Regions from separate parts of the Danio rerio genome. Here region 2 is linked to region 1. A link is a contact called in public Micro-C data. All regions are on one chromosome and are shown on one strand. The core of a region is the stretch at or near the end of the contact, and the rest is flanking DNA. Distances in the headings are between cores, read along the strand shown.

Region 1 (3,162 bases), core at 338-2,837:
GTTCATTATTATAAATTTTCTCATTATTAGATTTTGTATACTTCCACTATGTGGTTTAGACTCAATATCAGTCCAAAAATATTAGTGGGGTATATGCACACGGACTTTTATTTTCAGTCAGCCAGCCTCAGGGCTTCCGGTTAATTGTCATCCCATACAAAATAAGATCTGATTTCTTTAAAAAAAATCAGTGATCTTCACTGCCTGGCTAAGATAGGATATAAAGTGGGTATCAGTCCAAGCAAGAAGCACTGCATTAAGTTATATTTCCCCCTGCCATGTCTTTAAAATATGGAAATTAATTTTACCTCAGTATTTTCAATGGAGTTTCTGCGCTCGCCTGCGGGTAATGATGGTGCCTGCGTTTAAACTGTCTTTCGTCTCTTTTTACGGTTTAACAACTAAATTAATGCTTTAGTCTATTGAACTGAATGCATTTTAATTACATTACAACATCAAGGCTGTAAAAGGAACCTTATGAAATTGAAAATAGTCACATAAAGATCTCACAGGAAGTTCATCATTGGCACTAGCTGTGCATAGAGCCGACAAATATTAAAGATTACATTTTTACATTAAAGCTATTTCGTGTTATAGTTACAGGATATGTATGCCTGCGAACACAAAGGGGGAAAAAACAGAATCTAAACAAAAATAATAAAATATGCAGGAATAAAACGGGAAATTGTCAAGAGAAGCTTTGTGAAGTCACGAATGGATGAACAAACTTTAATCTGTTTCTTGATTTAAGAAAAATTAAAGTCAACCCTGCTTATGCAACAGAATCAGATCAACCCGTTTAAGTGTTATAATAATAAATGTGAAATAAATTATGTGGAACGAAGAATGTAACACAATAATAATTTTGGAGTGACTAGTAAAATAATGGGCAGCCATCATGAAAATCTGCGAACATAATTGTATTAAATATAGACTTACTACAATTAACTCCGCAATTTAATTCTGACAATTATTATAAAATACTGAAAATACATATTAGATTCTTCAAGTAGATGGCGGTATTCGGCAACCAACCGGTTGTTGCTAGAAGGGATACAGCAACGGACGGAAGTTAGCGAGAATTATTTGTTCTATTCATTAATTTATACGTTAATTTTATTTTATTAACGTCTACCCCTACTTCAACACTAAACCTAATAATCACGGTAATGTTAAACCTGTAATTATACCTAGCATTATTCATATTATTTATTATATTACCCATTAAATTGTATTTTGTTAACGTCTACCCCTATCCTAACCCTAAACACAACCCGTATATTAATTATTGTACAGTCACACAAAAATTATGCTATACTGACGTGATTATCCGCAGCTGTATCCCTTCTAGACTAACTCTTCGTCAGATACAAAAGATGAAAAAGAAAACGCAGGTCTGGATCGGTTAACTCCTCCCCTTATTGCGCACTATCAGCGCACTACACAGCAAATGTGGGCGTTTCTGAATTTGAGGGTGTTTCCAAAATAATGGGTTGTTCCAATGAACATGATCGACCACACCCCTAAACCGCTGTCACTTTGAATCGAGCCAATCAGGTAGGACAATGGAAAAACGCCCCTCTAGTTTCACACAACAATTCCCTCCCACCACTTTCCTGCAGAGGAAAGAACATGGCGGTGTCTCGGTTACCACCAGCGGCTCTGAGTCTCAAACAGGTAAAGTCACGGTAAATCTTTGCTTATAAGTGTCTTACATTGGCGATAAAGCAAGTATAGATCGACAGTGAGCTGATCTTCACTACAGCTGCTGTCCGGACACGCGTATGCAGCACGAACAACAGCTAAATGTGTGTGTGTGTGTGTGTGTGTGAGAGAGACATAGAAATCTGACAGGCTATATGCAAATTACATACATGACGTACAAGCTTATGTTTACATTTCAGATAAATAATGTCAAAATATTAGAAAAATGTCTGTTTAAATATATATATATATATATATATATATATATATATATATATATATATATATATATATATATATATCAAACTATTAGAAAAACAGATAACGTTAGGTTTCAATATATCAGCTATCATCGTATGTTCTTCATATATATGGCTATAGAACATCTAAAATATTTGAACATGTATGTACATATTTGTAATTCTAATGGTCGAAACATATGTAAACAGATAGTTTTTTCGCAATATTTTGAGGTACATGTTGCGTATTTGACATATTATATTTCTCAAATCTAAATATGAACTTCTATGTCAGTATATAATTTGCATACACTCACTGGCCACTTTATTAGGTACACCTTCCAAGTATCGGGTTGAAGCCTCTTTTGCCTTCAGAACGGCTTTAATCCTTCGTGGCAGAGATGCAACAAGCTACTGGAAATATTCCTCAGAGATTTTGCTCCATATTGACATAATAGCATCACACAGTTGCTGCAGATTTGTCGGCTGCACATCCATGATGCCAATCTCCCGTTCCACCACATCCCAAAGCTGCTCTATTGGATTGAGCTCTGGTGACTGGGGAGGCCATTTGAGTACACGTATGACATGGTGCGTTATCCTGCTGGAAGTAGCCATCAGAAGATGGAGACACTGTGCTCATAAAGGGATGGACATGGGCAGCAGCAATACTCAGGAAACCGCTGATACAAGGCAGGATGGATCCATGCTTTCATGTTGTCGAGGCCTAATTCTGACCCGACCATCCGAATGTGACTGAGACTCATCAGAGCAGGCAACGTTTCTCCAATCTTCTATTGTCCAGTTTATTTTAATATTTTTGAGATGTGAATATTTTTCTGGTGTGAATCTCTTTTTTGAGATCTCAATCAGGTTAAGGTCAGGACTCTGACTGGGCCATTCCAGAAGGTGTATTTTCTTCTAGTAAAGCCGTTCTGTTGTTGATTTCTTTACAAATCTGTTTCAGTTCAGCATTATTCTTGGGATGTCTGGTGTGAATCACCCTCTTGAGGTCATGCCACAGTATCTCAATCGGGTTGAGCTCAGGACTCTGACTGGGCCACTCCAGAAGATGTATTTTCATCTGTTGTTGATTTACTTCTATGCGTTGGATCTGTCTTCTGTTGCCTCACACATCCTCTGGGTCTATTCTTAATCCCAGAGGGTTCATGTACGTCTTCTTGCAACTGGATGCATGTGTGTGTGTGTGTGTGTGTGT
Region 2 (3,162 bases), core at 190-2,689, 120 kb after region 1:
TCTAAAACCTTTTTAGCTGGATATTTACAATATAAAATTTTAAGAGAAAAGTTAAAAGTTGCCCGGGAATGTATGTTTGCATGTACACTGTGGCATATGTTTTGCATATTATTGCATACTAATATATATATATATATATATATATATATATATATATATATATATATATATATATATATATATATATATATATATATATATATATATATATATATATATATATATATAAATATAGATAGATAGATAGATAGATAGATAGATAGATAGATAGATAGATAGATAGATAGATAGATAGATAGATAGATAGATAGATAGATAGATGGATGGATGGATGGATGGATGGATGGATAGATAGATAGATTAGATAGATAGATAGATAGATAGATAGATAGATAGATAGATAGATAGATAGATAGATAGATAGATAGATAGATAGATAGATAGATAGATAGATAGATAGATAGATAGATAGAAACTTTTACTGACATTTCTCATGTGAAATGTTAAGTTCATTTTTCTGTACAAATTCCATAACTTTTTTTTACCTTTTAATTTTTTATAATTCTTTCACTTCAGCAATAATAAGACCAACCAGACTGTTGGCTTTTTATTTTCATAAAATGCAATTTTTAGATTTGCAAATTACAAATGTTTCATTTTTACAACCCTAAAAAGTGTGATGTGTACATTACGCCACTGAACAGGAAAAAAGTTAAAAGTTTTTTCTCCTAAAAAGGTTTCCTAAAAAGACACCAGCTGTTATGGACGTCTTATGTGACATTGATTCCTTTAGAAATGTGCTTCTTTAAAAAATGATGAGATATTTCATGCAACCTGATTTTTATTCTATTATTATTATTATTTGTTGTATTTTATTTTTTAGATTAATTATAATTTTTTCCCTCCCTTTTTCTTGTTTATCCAATGTTATAAGCCGAGGGAAAAGCATCCGACCGCAGCTGTAAAGACTTGCTGCATCCGAAGTCGTCCCTCAGTCCACTTCAAGGAGTAAATGAAACGAGATGGGACGCTGTTTTGTTTGTGCGTTACTGTTTAATAAATCCCTCTGCCGGATTAGATGTGAAACTTCTTTGTGACTTCTGTGAAAATGACTAATGAAACGAAGACTTTTGAATCACTCAATTTTAAAACCTTCGCTGATGGGATTCCACCATCACTGCTTGGCCGCCATCTTGCGGTCAGATGCGGAAAATTATTCTGCGCGCAAACTCTCACAGCACATTTTGGGTGGCTGCTGAGTGTTTTGGCACTGATTGAGTGCACTTTAGAAATCACTATGGTTTCGGTCACCTGTTTTCTCAAATAGTGCATTATTAAGGTTATAGGGGGCGATTTCGGATACAGCCAAGAAGTGTTTTGTGAACGCGCTTGATCCTTTCAGGCCACCGTACTGTCGAGTACGCAGTCTGCGGTGGCGGGATACACTAGCAGCTGCACGTGAAGCTCCCTAAACTCCATAATCAGCACACAACGCCAGTGAGACGCGATGGACTGCATCAGCGCGAAGTACATCTCCCAGAAGATCAGCAAGACGCGCTGGCGGCCGGTGTCCGCGGCGTCCCTGCAGCAGCCCGAGGTGTTCGCCACCGGCTCCTGGGACAACGAGGCAAGAGCTCACAGCGGACACCACACATATACCATGGGCCGATCACACAGAATGCACTTTTGCTTTCCAACGCACTGTTGTTATGTTGATTTTCTATGTAAACACGCGCTGGACGGACATACACACCGCGTTTTCAGTACACATGGGATCAAAACTAACCATGTTGATGTTGTTAGCTCACGTTGCTAGTTTTGTCGTAAACAATTCACCACACTGACAGTTCGTCTCTGCATGTCAGTAAGAATAAAAGTTTGACATTGTACTTGAAATCTGAAAATTCACCTGTGTTTTCAGCTAAATACTCAGATTACGCCCCTCCTGTCAGTTTTGACAGCCCTATCACAATAAACAGAAATGGCGAGGAGGAGGTTTTATTTTAATTTCTTTTTATTATAACATTTTAACAGTAACAAAATATACATGCCAGGAGTAAGCAAAAATCAAATACACAAACTGTATATATATGTAAAAATCAAGGAAATACATTGTGGAGTTCACAGAGTTTTAAAGCTATCTTATTTAGAGTCTCTGATACTACTAATATATTAGCATAATTCAGTCATCAGTACCTTAAAATTCGGTTTCATTCATTCATTTATTTTCTTTTTGGCCTAGTCCCTTTATTAATCCGGGGTCGCCACAGCGGAATGAACCGCCAACTTATCCTGCTTGTTTTTCCACAGCGGATGCCCTTCCAGCCGCAATCCATCTCTGGGAAACATCCACACACACTCCTTCACACTCATACACTACGGACCATTTAGCCTACACAATTCACCTGTACCGCATGTGTTTGGACTGTGGGGGAAACCAGAGCACCCGGAGGAAACCCACGCAAACGCAGGGAGAACATGCAAACTCCACACAGAAACGCCAACTGAGCCAGCCGAGGCTCAAACAAGCGACCTTCTTGCTGTGAGGCGACAGCACTACCTACTGCGCCACTGTGTCGCCAAAATTCGGTTTCTTATTAGTAAATTTACATTTTTGAATGTAAAATTTTGTTAGCAAAATAATTAAATTAATCAATAAACAATTCTCCTCTTGCCTAGTGTACATAGTAAAGCCAAAAAATAAATTCTCACACAACAATGACAGCAGTTTAGAACACTGCAGTTTGTTATTAATAAATCTTTGCAGCTCACGCCATATGTTGACTAGTGACAAAATAAGTGTAAAGCAGTCTCCTCATATTCATTACAAAAATACAATTTGCATCAATCCCACTTTTAAATGTTTGTAAATAATGTTTTGCTGGATAAATTCTGTTGAAGTTTATAGGGTGTTTCTTTAATTTTATTTCTAACATGAAATTTCTGTGGTAACAGCCATACTTTTTTCCCAGCAAATCAGTTGATCCTTTAATAAAGTCCATAATTGTTAATTTTACAACACGTCAATAATGTTGCATCACGTTGCGTCCATGAAGTGCTTTGAAATGTGCATTTTTATTGTACATGTACTTGATCTCAACTAAAACATAAAGACAGGGTGTGACATAGTAGCCCCTCCCCTTTAAGAAAAATAGCCAATGG

Evidence for each region. Hi-C and Micro-C count contacts between places; a contact is called where the count stands out from the background.
Region 2: a contact with region 1 is called in a Micro-C map of caudal fin, with 9 times the contacts expected there. The contact joins the promoter of nup43 here to the promoter of lyrm2 in region 1. A contact is called at or near these places in 3 of 18 Hi-C or Micro-C datasets (caudal fin, hematopoietic stem cells and an unstated tissue) and 2 of 4 datasets of contacts at active chromatin or transcription factors (embryo and gastrula embryo).

What each region holds. Positions count from the first base shown.
Region 1 is chr20:1,238,259-1,241,420 of GRCz12tu, forward strand. It overlaps lyrm2 (LYR motif containing 2), which reads left to right and starts at 1,588. Exons shown (of 4, transcript NM_001159831.2): 1 at 1,588-1,677. The coding sequence starts at 1,633.
Region 2 is chr20:1,360,642-1,363,803 of GRCz12tu, forward strand. It overlaps nup43 (nucleoporin 43), which reads left to right and starts at 1,440. Exons shown (of 8, transcript NM_212892.1): 1 at 1,440-1,627. The coding sequence starts at 1,508.